Linked DNA regions of Nothobranchius furzeri: region 1 is linked to region 2. Evidence: chromatin contacts called from public Micro-C data. All regions are on one chromosome and are shown on one strand. Each heading gives the region's core, a stretch centred on a gene start, on an enhancer-like site or on the middle of the called end of the contact. The rest is flanking DNA. Distances are from core to core; before and after follow the strand shown.

Region 1 (7,144 bases), core at 3,414-5,913, 250 kb before region 2:
CAACATGACAAAGTAGTTCTTTGTAAATTGTTCAAACCTTCCATTTATCAACTTTTACGCTTAAAGGTGCATTATGTAAAAATGAATAAAAATCACATGCTGTGGTAAAATTTAGTTACTGCAACCACTTTAAACAACTGAAGCTTTTGTTGGCGCTGCAGTATTAGCTCGCAGGGGACACGGCAACCCGACACAAACTGGTGGTAAACAGTAGTTAAGTCCTTCCTTCCTTTATTTTGAAAGGAGAAAAACTGACAATCCCCACAGCCAGCTGGAAATATGTTTCAGTATAACCTTCCTTCCAAATTGACTGAAACATTACTCTTTTGGGATTTTCTCACTGTAAAATACTCACTATATTCTTACATACTGCACCTTTAAACAAGTCTCTGTACATGGTGATCAAGGCTCAGCTCATCTCATCCCTACAGATTATTTAATCTCTCTATGAGAACAATAAGGCTGTTTATTATCTGGATCATAAAATATTTACTACTTATTTATAGAAGTAACTAAAGATTTGATTTGAAGTTTTTGTCGATTTTTTTTTCAGGAACTAAATTTGAATCATAATAAAATTATGAGACGTGATCATTTTTGTACAGTGGAAATAAAACCAGCTAAAGAACAACTAAAACAACCTTCTGGAAGTCCAGAGAACTGTCGCTGGAGACAAATCAAGAAATAATTACAACTTTTTATTTGTTAGAAGAAAAGTCATGAAAGAAGGGATGACTTGAGACTTTTACACATAAACAGATATAACATAAACTAATTTCAGCGTCTAACTGCTAATATTTGGCCCCTTTGCATTAAATCTAAAGGTTTGAAATGTTTTTCTCCAGGAAAAACTCAAATATAAACATAAAAATTGTGCCTCAGCATAAAAAGTCTCCTGAACTGTTGACTTTCTATGATGTAACAGATATCTGAGGAGTGGTGAGTAAAAATGTCTTTATTATGTTTATAATAAACGTGTGTGTGTGTGTGTGTGTGTTTCTCAGTAGTGCGGTTCACAGTCTTCCACCAGGCTGTCGGTGATGTAGCTGATGTGTAGCAGCTCCTGGTAATACGCCTTCTCCACTTTTGTGTTGGTGGTCCAAACTACAAGCTCCACCCCCCGCTGGGCCCAGTACTGAATGTAGTCCCTGCAGACAGCACACGGGTAACAACTCCATGAAGAAGCACATGGAAACATGAAAGCCTAGACTAGAACACCTCGCAGGGGTTTTCTCACTCACTGGGACACAAAGTTCTTCTGTACCAGGAACGCCGATACGCCACAGAGCCTCCACAGCACGTGATGGTGCGCCCAGTCCAACATGATGTCCATCAGCGTCACCCAGTGATGTTTCCATGCCGATGAGAAACGCGGGACACCGTCTCCAAGACGACTCAGGCTCCAGGGTCTGTGGGTCAACGCGGTGACCACTTCAGGGTCGCTCTGCCTCATCTGGTTGGAAAGATGCGGGAATAAAAGTGCAGCAACAGTCAAAATGGGAATACTGGCAAACATTTAGTTTCCGCTGGTTGGCTTGGGCGGCTCCTGTTAGCAGGTTAACGAGTACAAGTTTGGTCCTCATGGCAGATGTAAGAAAGCCTCTGGAATTTTTAACAGGACGAATTTTGCCTTTTGGGAAATTTTTAGGCATATTAGGGGCAGCAGTAGCTCAACAGGTCGAGCGGGTTGTCCAGTAATCGGAAGGTTGCAGGTTCCGGACAGAGAATTCTGCTGTTGTGTCCTTGGGCAAGACACTTAACCCACCCTGCCTGCTGGTGGTGGTCGGAGGGACCGGTGCTCAGCAGCCTCGCCTCTGTCAGCGCGCCCCAGGGCAGCTGTGGCTACGTCGTAGCTCATCACCACCAGTGTGTGAATGTGTGTGTGAATGGGTGAATGACACACTGTAGTGTAAAGCGCTTTGGAGTCCTTACTCTGAGAGGTGCTATACAAGTGTGGGTCATTTATCATAAAAAGCCCAGATGACCCAGGCTTGGAGGATGAAGGTTCTCTTTTGTGGAGGAGCTGCGCTGCTGTTTGAGGAGACAACACTTTTTAGTTTCCCAAGTACTGGAGCACCATCTGCCTCCCTGTCAGCCTCTGCATGTGCTTACAGCTAAAGCTGATAACGTGGCTCTAATGCCCCTTTCCCAACAGCATGACTCGTATGGGTCCGGTCTGGTTGGACAGCTTCTTCCAACAGCACAGGTCGGTATTTTCCCCCTAGTACTTGCTTTGATGTGGTCACTGATTGGCTATGGGGTGGAGTCACTGACTGTTCCAGAGCTTTCCGTACGACGCCTCACTGCCTGCAGCCATCTCCTGGTTCAGAGTCTGACAAGAAACCAACGACTGAGCAGAAAGCTCAACATCACCGCCATTTTTGTGCTGTGCTGCGTTTACAAATCATTTCACAAAGTTCACTGATCCCCTCAGCCTCCTGCTACTTTTGTCTCGGGCACGGTTCTGCTCAGAAGCACATCAGGACAACTCAGATCAATAATGAACACGTATTAAACAAGTTGGGTTGTGCATTTGTTTTAATTTTCCTTTGGATAATTATATTATTTATAGTCTATAAATGGTATTTATCATGTTTCAAATAATCAGTTTAATAAATTATAAAGAGCTCAGCGAGTTTTTAGTGAAGGCCTTTCAAAATAAAGCTTTATCAAACTTCAATGCAAAAAATCATATCAGTTCATGCCTCATCTACAGGATTCACAGCTGCTTTTAAACACACACACACACACACACACTCTTACCCTGTAAATGACTTTGGGTTCGAAGGAACAGACGATGCTGCTGTTGTAGAGAACCGGATATTTCTGATACAAGTCTTTAAGAGCTGCAGCTGCCTGTGTGGGAACAACAAAGCACACAACTATAGAGGGTCAGTTTGCGGTGTGTGTGTGTGTGTGTGTGTGTGTTTGCACCCATCCAATAGCTGCGTGGGATCAGACACACTGCTGTGGGCCACTGACCTCTAGAAGATCAGTGACAAGAAAAACAACAGAAACTGATGAAACCACAGCTTTCTTAAGTAAGTACTCCTTAAAATGTGTTGAGCTGCAAATATCTGAAAACTTAAACAATTAAAACACAACGCAACACAGACTCTTAATTAAAGAGTAAAATGTTGCCTGTGCCTCTGTTTGTGACCACTCAACACAAAAGTGAAACGGTGCAAGCGTGGAAACAGCTAATTAAGAGCTGTGTTGAATTTGATCATACACAATGTCTGTAAATCTGCAGGTCATGAAGCATGTGGCAAAGGATTATTTCACTGCTAATTAGTCTAACTTGAATTTAAAGTGTGGAGAGTTAAAAATGACTAATAAGACATCTTGTTGCAGTTATTTTTAAACCAGTAGCACATAAGTAAGTTTATTTGAGCTTTGTTTTCTCTACCTGGTCCGGATGACCTTTGACATCAAAATAGATGGTGAGCTGCAGTCTGATGCATTCCTCCACTGCTTCCTGTAGAGTTGGGATCTTCTCACCTTCAAACTTGTTCCTAGTGATGAAGGAATAAGAGTGACACTCACTTGGAGAGCAAACTTATTTTAAAGGAAATCTGTTTTTATTTATTGCAGAATAAATTAAAAGGAAGCAGGCTTCTGCATTATGGTTCTTTTTTTCTGACACAGCACAAACCGCAACGCAGTAGGATAAAACACGCATTATGAACGTACAAGAGGAAGTAGGCTTTGCTAACTCAGCAATTTGCTGTTTCTCACCTGAGCCGATGTTTTGCAGCTGCATCCAGCTTCCTGAGCTCTGAAAATTTGATCTGGCTGAGACGTCCCGACCCATTGGTGGTCCGATCCACAGTCTCATCGTGCATCAGTATTGGGACCCCATCAGCGGAGAACTCCAGGTCTAACTCCACACCAGTTGCACCATTCTTACTGGCCTGCAGGTAAAAGCATTGGAGAACCAAGTCACCGTGAGCCAAAAAAGTAGATGCATTAAAATATCACATTATAAACATTTTGACGTGTGTCGTACACACTTTGGTTTAGTTCATTTGAAAATAAGCACGTTTAGATTTCAATCTCCTTAAATGGTTAGATAGTGCAAATGTAACCTGGGAGAGCTGTATCACACTGTGTGTGTGTGTGTGAGTGTGTGTAAATTGTGTGGGTGCAGCACTGGGCCGATTGGGGGAAGCTCAAGTCATCGTCACTACCTTCATACATGTTGGTTTGGTGAAGACAATTCAACTTCCCCCTGGATTTGAACTGGTCTCCCTGCCCTGTTTTGTAGGCACAACCTGCACAGACCGAGCTTTTATTTGGACTTTTAGCTTTTGCAATCTTTAATAAATTATCTATTTTTGAAGCGATCCGATTCTGTGCTTCATTGCCCACATTAATGCTGGTTGGTCAGACTCACTTCATGTAACATCTTGGGGGCTGATCTGCGGGTGTTACACAAATGTGTATTAAAGTGGAGGTATTACATTTTTAATCAATGACTAACTAAATCTCGCCATTAGAAGAAACAGCCGCTCTAGGTCGTGTGAAGGTTAACGGTTTAACGTCTTCCCTCCCCAGTGTCCCTTCTCACCTCCCGTATGGCTGCTATTGTGTTCTCCGGTGCGTCGTGTCCTCCGCCCCGGTGAGCGATCACAGACACCTTACCGCTGCCCACTGCACGGGAGTCTGGATGCAACACCTGCCGGGCTCGGCTGGTCGTCACCTGCGGGAACCGAAACATGGCTAGAAAGAAGTAGAGGGAAGCGGTGAGGACAGCCGACCACACCGGACTCCGCGTCCCCAGCAGGACCACCACGAGGACAAGTGAGTAGAGGGTGACTTCATCTCCCAGCTGAAGCATTGTAGACGACTTCTTGGGTTCACGAGCGCAGATTTTCTTCAGTTTGACATTTTCTTTCCTGTTAAGCTATTTTTCTTGGTTAAAAACGCGATGTTTCACACACATCCATGCTCCGTGTTATATTCTGACAGCAGCTATTAAGTGGAGCATTAAACCACATCTAAGCCGGAGAAAGCTAGAAACTGCTAGGACGGTTGAGCCGCTGAACGACCAAACGGGAGGACAACATTTCAGGTGGCACGTCGTAACGGCTGTGACCGGATGTTACGTAAAACAGGCGCGACCTTTGTCAAAGTAAACCAATAAAACTAACTCGTTATTTCACGAATCACACATTCAATGACATTTATTCTTCTACACTAAAACAACTGTAAATCCCACTTTGCTGGAGAACATATCTCGGAGGCTTGAAATATATTTCATTAAGTGGGGAAAACATTTTTCGACGGACCGAAACACATCTCGGCGCATCCCCGGATGTGGTTCTAAATAGGTTCGCTACATGCCGTTTGCAGCTCTTATTCAGTGTGAACAATTTCATACATTTTTTAAATTAAAATGTATACTTTACTAATGTTTCTAATGTGAGGAGAGTAAACGAGATCTTTAGGAACACACGGTTGTAACATCCGGGTCACAAAGCTGGACGTCTTCATGCCAAAAGTGGACTTGGGACTATTTTTGACTTTACCTGTGAATTAACCAGTCGTTGGCCATGGTGAGCATCATAGTGAGACTATTAATATTACTGTTATTACAGTGTTATCAAATTCAAAGGAATTGGTGGATCAAATAGATCAAACAATCCTACCCGCGAAATGCCCTTGAGCTTGATTTGATTCAGCTAGGAGATTAATTTGACCTCATTCTGAATAAGGGTTAACAGTTTTAATGTAAAACAGATCGAGACTTTATTCTGCTGTTAATATTTGGCTCAATTAGGTGACTGCATATTGCCTGACTGAATGTCGTATTTAATGTTTTTTTTCCCCCACAGATCAGGTCGATGTTGCTGAGCAGATTAACCCACCACACCCTGTCCTGCACAAGAGGATCATGTTTACTCTCTGGACGAGTGTCTAATGGTTTACAGTCTCATTTTTCAGGTCATACACCCATCCATCAGACCTCCCATGGACCCCTCACTCCTAAAATCACAACCTCCGTCAGATACTCAGACCTATCCACGCAGAAATTCTCTATGATTTACACGCTGCCACACATTAAGCTTCTCAGAGTCGTGTCCAGGCTCAAACTGCTCCAAACTGCAATCACTGCGGTCATCATTCCACCCATGTATTTCCTTTACTTCCAGGGTGACGTGTCCTTCTTTCTAGTATGCTACTCTACGGGGATTGCACTGTTTGCTGGTGTCATGCTGTATACTATGAGTCACTTCTTTAGAAGGGTTGTGGGGATGATGTACCTGGATCCATCCCAGACCACACTCAAAGTTTCTCACCTCACTTTTTGGGGCAAGCGTCAAGACACCTACCTACCCGTGTCAGACGTTTTGACCATCTGGGACACAGGAGACATGGAGAATGAGACCATACTGAAACTGAAGAGATACAGTAGTCCAGAGACAATGTATTTTTCTACTTATTACGGACGCGTTGTTGACAAGCAGGGCTTTGAGAGAGTGTTTGGGAGGCTAAAATAATTCTTCATTCAAAATGTGATCAACTAAATCACTGCTTTCAAGTATTGTAATAAGATCCAACAAATATACAAAAATATCCTGTTTTGAAATAAATGATTCAATTTCAATGTTTTCATTTCTTGATTTAAATAAATGTGACTAATGAGTGTCTGACTCTAGCCTCTTTACCTGGCCAGGTGAGTCGGACAGGTAAATGTTTTGATGTGTTTAATATCTGATGGCTCTGCAGAGTGGATCTATTCCCTTTACTGTTGATCTTATTGGTCCATTAGAGGTCTGAATGTGGTCATAAAACCCCCCTGGAGTTTTAGAGGAATCCTGCAGTTGAGTTTTCTTCCAACCTGATCATCCTGCATGGAAATGTGACTATTGATAAATTTTATTTGGAAAATCTATAATTTTTTGGGTTTCTTAATAGAATTCTATATGTTACAGATAAAAAAACTAATATTGTGAAGCAGACTGATTATGGTCTCGTACACAAGTTATAAAAAATTTAAGTTGACAAATTACAAATATCAGAGACACTGCAGTGAGGCATTTTCAATTAAAACATTTTCAGCTATTTGTAACATACATCTTTAGACAAAAACATCTAATCAGTTCTTCCAATAAACATTCAAATAATTACAAGATAAAAT
Region 2 (7,137 bases), core at 4,401-6,900:
GAAGGTGTAAAATGGCGTGATGCTGCCCCTTTAATTAATCAAAGTTATGTTTTTTAAAGTAGCCTCATTTTCTGTTTCTTTGGAAGCCCATTCCCGCCACTCAGATAAAAAATAAAAAAAATCCTATAATTATGACTGAGCTGAGATAATCTTTTTTTCATCTGAGTGGCGGGAATGGGCTTCCATATTTACTTTTATCTTTTAGCCTTCTTAATTACTATATATTTCTACAATTTTACAAATCACCCAAAAATGTATTATTTAAAAGAAATGTGATTGTAAATTTGTAATTTTTCAGATTTTTTGTTATTTTCTTTAATGAAATTATGACAAAGACCTTTCAGTTTAAAGTGATATAATTATAACCAGTCTTTTGACCTACAGCCTATTTGTCATGTAGTGTTGTTGTTAGAGGTTGAAGACAAGCAATGAAATTGTCATTTTTCACCTCTGGGTTGTAAAGAGGCTGAGGTAGACAGCAGGTGGTAGAAGGTCATGAGAAATTGTTCAGCTCTTTTATGTGAATTCTGCAAAAGGAGATGGCTGTGATCAAACGAACGTGCCCGCCGTGACCAGCCTTGTGCACGATGCTTTCATGATTATTTAGACAAGCTTATGTTCCGCACAAATAAAGGCTTTCCCCGTGAGAGCTGGGTCTGCTGTGTTCATGAGGTTGCCAACTTTTGCATCTCCACTCAGTCTTTTCTCAGATTCTCTTCTGCTTCTCCGGCGTTCACGCTGGCTGACCTTTCCATCACCTTCCTTAAATAAATTCAGTGTGAAATTGGAACGCATCTCCTGTAATGTCCAGAAACCAAAACCTTTCCAATCCTTGACATCCCGCCTCCTTCAACAATCAGATGACCATTTCAGCATTACTAAAACCCCTGATGCTGAATGTGCTCAGAAGTCTCCTACACACAACCATATGTGGTTTGTTTGCCAAATTGTGTATTTATTACCGGTCAGAAGAAGGTTTAGATCTTCTGTGGGATCCTGCAGACTGTTGGCATCCAGCCAGCAGCCGTGTTTGAGGCTGGGATGAGGATGAGTGAAGAGGTGTGAGGAGGATGAGCTGTCCTGCTCCGTTACTGGGATTTATGGGAGTTTAGTTTGGTGATCATTCCTGGTTTGGTGGACAAGTGAAATGCAGGTGGTAGTTTGAAGGTTTGGAGCCATGCATGAGAGCTTAAAAGATTAAAAAAAATGCTAAATGTCAGTTTACCTCCCATGCAGCTTTCATAATTTATCATTGATGATTGTGTTTGTTAAAGAATCATGAAATAGATTTTAAAGTAATAGTGAGCAGTTTCCTGCTCTTCTGCCCTACTGGTTGAAAGTGGAATTACCACCGTTGTAAACAACACTGCTGTAGTAGCGCTAACAATGAGCTACCACTAACATGAGCCAATTAATACTAAAGTAAACCACAAAGTAGAAAGATCCACACTGTTGGATACAAATATTATTACTTACATGTCCAGTAGCAGCAAAGCCAGGTCACCATCAGTCCATGATTTTTGTAGCTTACTTTAACTCTCTCAAAATAGCGCTTAGACACTAGCATCGGCTCTACTCCGCCTTGACCAGGTTGTGAGTGTTCTCATTTGGGTGGCCTTGGATTTTCTTGTGCGCAACCGGATGTCTTTTCAGCCCTCTTCCCGAGGCGATCTACCTGGAGCCAAATTAGTCGATGCTAGTGTGTAAGTGGTAAAACTAGTGTGAACTGTGCCAAAGTTCATTATGGTTTTAGCTTTTTGCTTCACCTCCAGACATGACTCTCTTACTTTTATTTCCAGGCTCTGCCATGATGCCAACAGAGAAAGCTAACTTTTTTCTTTTTCTTCTTCTTGTTTTTTATATTGAGGATCGACAAACTTGAACATCAGAGCTGCCAACTCTCACACAGGAAGAATCACACTTTTCTGCACATTGCCACATTTCAACTAATTATACAGATATTCAGTTATATTCTGGGGTGTAGGTATCCAAGACACATCCCCAGCTTGTATTTTGATCACTTATGGATCACACAGTCTTTCTTTTCAACTTTGTCATTAAGTTAATCAGTAACTATAGACTCATCCCAGCGTGTCTACTGGTAAAGTTTCTAGTCAGATGTGAATGAAACTTTCAGAAATTAACAATCACACATAAATCTACAACTGATCAAATTATAGACTGTGTCCAAAATCAAGATCCTCGAAGTCTCCAGCCTACATCGACTGGGTAGGTCCTTCGTCAAGGATGCAATTTTGATTTCAAACTTCAGCTGTAAGTCTTTAACTTACATCATGATCTAAAACAAATGTTTAGATATTTAAGATTTAATGAATTAAGAAAGGGTTTCCCTCCTGGACCACATCAGAGCAAATTGATCTCACCAGAATCCGAACTCCTCCTGACTAGCCTCTGTGTAAACACCAAGAGGGAAGGAAGAGGAGCAGAGTGGGCTGGCGGGTGGGGGTGGGGGGGTGAGGCTGAGTGATGAAGGATGGCCAGGAATTCAGAGCGGGAGGGTTTGAAGAAGATCATGGCAGAGATGATGGATTTACTTTTATAAGTTGAAGAAAACATTTATAAACATGCTGAAAAGCTTCTTCAGAGAGAAGAAAAGTTTCTTACAATCAATGGTGACACGAGGCCAACTTGGCTGTTTATTTAAAGAGACCATAACTTAAAAAATAACTTCTTGGGGAGGAGGAGTGTGGGACGAGCAGAAAAATATCAAATCAATGATTAATAGTGATAAATGTTAAAATATCACCTGTTTTATGTCATTTAGACAGAAACATCTGAAAGCTGTTTGATGAGAAAGCCCAAAGGCTGATGAAGGAGCTGCTGCTGCTGCTGGGGGTGGTGGTGGTGGTAAAGTGTGTGTGTAGGGGTGGGGGGTGGGGTAGTTGCTGTTCGTCCACGGTTGTGAGGAGATAAAGCTGTGTTCACTTTTACGTAGAATATTTAATTAATTGACATGATTTTAGATTACTTTCCTCATCAGTAGCCAATCAGATTGAAACTCCAGATTGTTTTTTTTTTCAAAATATAAGTCCATTTGAAGATGAAATCTTTTGGATTATTTAAAAAAATGAGTTTATACTGTTTTTATTTATGTTTTCATGCTTTTTTCTACAACTTTTTGATAGTTCTGATGTTGTTTGAGGCAAATGTTAAACATTTTTTTAAATGTAACCCAAAAACCTGTTTTTCTAATTTTATAGATTTTGTTTGAGACTCAAGAATTTAAATCAATAAGATGTTCATTGGTCAAAGTGAAACTGCAAATTTCAGTCACTTTAATTTTGTTAAGCTAAATCCATTTTCTTGCCATGAGAAAGCTTTTAAAAAGTTGAGGTTTGACAATGAAATCATAATAGCTGAAAATCTGACTTTATTTGGTAATGAAAACAAGCTTTTTATTCAGTGAAATTTAAATGATGAACATTGGTGTGATGATTTTCTTGAGAATTCTCTCCATCCTTACATTTTGCTTCAAAACAGGCACTTGTATAATTTTTAAATGAACATTTCGTCAACATTTCTGAAGATTTAATCAGCTGAATCTCTGAAAAACACCAACTTTATCACAGTTTGATGCATAAAATTCAATTTGAGCATCAGCTAAATGATTCCCAAACACTCATAAGCTGAAAAATGTCACAAAGCATGGTTTTCTTTTCGTTTCCAACAGATGCGACTTTCATGCATCTGCAGTAGATGGATGTTGCACTTGACACTCATCATTTTCTCCCCCAATTGTCCACTTGTTCCAGTCACAAACCACTTGTTCCAGTCACAGGTGCATAAAAACCACTAAAAATGAGAGAAAAAGCAGCAAAAATCTAAAGGACCAAAGTGTGCTACAAAAACAGCTCAAAAGTGGATAACATGACTCTTCTCAGCCGTGAATCAGACCAGGAACCACTTTTCCATGATAATCACCACAGACTAAATTAGTTTACCTAAGCAGCTCTGTTCAAATAAACACCACGCCACCCACAAACCTCAGTCTGACTCTGCAGAAAGTCAGAAAGGGAGTGAAATTTTAAGTCTTTAGAAAACGTTTAGAAGGCTGATAAATAATCCATCCTCTCTGTGATGCTGATCCATCACTTAGAGGATGGTTTTAATTTACTGTAGAATGACTTCACATGTGAAGTTGTCACAGCTCCATCCTACTGAAGACCTCCAGACCTTCTCTACACCAATTGTAATCTGAGTCTGACCTCTAGTGGAGAAAATGAACCGTACAACTAATCTGTTCCAGCAGGATGTTGCAATAAATGTGTTTTTGTTACTGTTAATTTAATGAATTTAAGCAATGAAATCTGTGTGTATATAATACGAGTTTATTAGCAAAAACAGATAAAAGCCATCTTTTATCCAAAGTAAATAATATAAATCTGTTGAAAATGCATAAACAGATTCATCTGTTTTGCAAAGGAACTCTTGTAAACGTATTATTATTCATTGTGGGCACTCCAAGGCGCACCTGTACATGATTCACGCTGTCTAATCAGCCTCTTGATATGCCACACCTGTGAGGTGGGATGGAGTATCTAGTAAAGGAAACGTGTTCACTAACACACATGTAGACAGATTTCAGAACAATATTTGAGAGTCATGGGTGTTTTGTGTTTGTAGAAAAAGTTTCAGATGTTTGAGTTCAACTCATGAAAAATGGGCGCAAAAACAAAAGTGTTTATATTTTTTTTCAGTGTATTATGCAAAATAAGTCCAACCTGCAGCACTTCGGTCAAAAACTTTAGAGTTTTTTCTCACTGCATGTTTGATATAATAATAATAATAATAATAATAATAATAATAACAATAATTGTTGTTGTTGTTATTATGAATAAGATGGAGGCATCTTTCTGCTTAAAGGCATTATCTGAAACAAAGTCATTCTCATAAAAAATAATAAAACCTCAAAGCAGCTGAGTTTGTTGAACAGCAACACAGAACCTGTTTTAACTAGATCCTCCACTAATTGCATATTATCTCCTGTGGTGTTGCAGGAGGTGAAGCGTAGCAAAAAAAAGAAAGAATGCCGTCTTTGTTGACTTTTTGTCGATTTGGCTCTGAGCGTTTTGTGGAACCACTGAACCGTAGATCCTGACTGTTTGTGAAAATGTGAACTGTAGTTCCCTGGATTTGCTGCAGTCCCGTCCTCAAAACAAACAGTGGAGATTAAAATAAATAAATAAATAAGATGTGGACGTGATGCAAGAATGTTTACGCGACTCTGCTTTGGTAAAATTTGGTTAAAAGGAAAAATAACAGTTAAAAAAAAGGGGGGTGCAAACTTCTCTCAAATAGAGACTTTTTGTATTTTTTAAAAATAATAATAATAATAATTTTGTATAATTATCATTAACTTTACTTAAAAATAAAACATAAAAATACCATAAAAATAGAAATAATGCATAAAAATAGGAATTTAAAAACATATCCCATGTATTTTATTGGTGCACATCGATGTGAAATTGGAGGTCTCGCCATTGCATGCCATGTTAAAATCCAACTTTAATTAATTCCTCTCTGCTTTGTGCAGAAACATGCAGACTACTCTGCTTTGGGGAGCACTCACTTCCTATTACAGTATGAAAAGCCTAACATCGCCCTCCCCTCAGAGCGCCCCACAACGCTGCACAGAATAATGAGCAGTAAACAAGGGGAGCTGCGGACAGGCCGCCAGGGTTTCTACAAAGTTGGATGGTGTCTCCATGGCAACAGTCAAGCAGTTTGAGTCACACGGTCCAGGCGTTCTGTTCCAGGCAGTGAGAAGAACCTGAACCTGTCTGTGTTGTGGTTTTTCTTTCTGGGATGCAAATGGCAGCATGAGTGGAACCCATCAGGATCGAGCCCAGATGGCCGACAGCATCCATCTGAACGGAACCACGACTATGGGGCTTCAGGACGAGCTGGTGAACTTTCCCTTGATTGGTCAGCAACACTTTAAAGTCACTGATTCTTGTAAGTTCTGTTACTGTGAGTTTAGTGTTTGTTCTCCTGTGTTTGATGCAGAGATCAGAGTGGTGAACATCGTCCTCATGGCCCTGGCTCCGTGTGTCCTCGCTGCTACCGGCCTGTACTGCGTCAGTGTCTGTTACAACCACACCAGGTAGGATACACACACCTGTGACTAACATCACTAATCTTTTCATGAAGCGTGAACTTTCACCCAATTCTAACAACAAAAACCTAAATATTTAAAGATCATTTTAACGTTTCATCGTTTCAGCCTGATTTTTTAGGTTGGATTTTTTTGGGTGTTAAATGTAAAAAATATGCTTTAAACTAAAAAATAAAAACAAAACAGTTAGACAAATTACAGATCCGACATGCTGTCATTAACTGGGTCTCTGCACGTTGACACTAAAACAAATCCTTTCATTTAAGTTTTAACCTCGACATGAAGTCCTTCAATATTCTAAAATATTTTACTAGAATATTTTTCATTTGAGGAAATAACAATAATGTTTATCTTTAAATATCAGTCTAGTTAGGGACACAAAAGTTGGGGTTAACCAGGACTTACAGGGATATTTTGCAGTTTTCGCTTGCTTTAGCGCACCCTAGAGTCCTTGAAGTGAAACCAAAAGGGAAACTTATCTCCTCGCTGTGCAGTTGTCTTTTTAACACCCTAACCCTTATATGTCCTAAGTGCATTTTTGTGCTCAAACACCAGAAATGTTAGAAAATTAACATGTTAATCTAACAGCTGAAACATCTCCTCAGCCTCGAAGCGGTTCATCACTAAATCAAACGAATCAGCTGTGTTCACGATCTTACACATGCAGGAAACATACTGGAAACAGACTGCAGCGCCAGGCGTGTCAGGTCCACTTTCCTAAGTCCAGCAGACCGGACCGGCACTCTGAAGTTACAAATGCGGTATTCTAACCACAGGGGTCTGAGTGACATTTCATTAACCCCGTAAAAGGACATTTTACATTTCCAACATTGCATAAAAAATATGAAATTAAATGGTTTTCTTGAGCAATTATAATCAAAAATATCCCATTACAGGGTTAATGAAAGGCCACCAGCTCCCTGTGGCCACTTGCAACTTCAGAAAGGTGGGATGCACTGTTGGAGCCGACATACCTGGCGCTTCAGTCTGCTTCCGGCATG

The links. A called contact is a pair of places that touch in the nucleus more often than the background predicts.
Region 1: a Micro-C map of tail fin shows a contact between it and region 2, with 18 times the contacts expected there. The contact joins the promoter of tmem186 here to the promoter of LOC129164224 in region 2. A contact is called at or near these places in 2 of 2 Hi-C or Micro-C datasets (skeletal muscle and tail fin).

Annotation. Positions count from the first base shown.
Region 1 is chr4:5,453,227-5,460,370 of NfurGRZ-RIMD1, reverse strand. tmem186 (transmembrane protein 186) reads left to right here and starts at 4,663. Exons shown (of 2, transcript XM_015967438.3): 1 at 4,663-4,803; 2 at 5,838-6,649. The coding sequence starts at 5,847. The coding sequence ends at 6,503. It overlaps gde1 (glycerophosphodiester phosphodiesterase 1), which reads right to left and starts at 4,977. Exons shown (of 6, transcript XM_015967420.3): 1 at 4,571-4,977; 2 at 3,739-3,914; 3 at 3,410-3,515; 4 at 2,764-2,856; 5 at 1,242-1,453; 6 at 678-1,148. The coding sequence starts at 4,840. The coding sequence ends at 1,001.
Region 2 is chr4:5,201,419-5,208,555 of NfurGRZ-RIMD1, reverse strand. It overlaps LOC129164224, which reads left to right and starts at 5,650. Exons shown (of 3, transcript XM_054743592.2): 1 at 5,650-5,946; 2 at 6,028-6,124. The coding sequence starts at 5,841.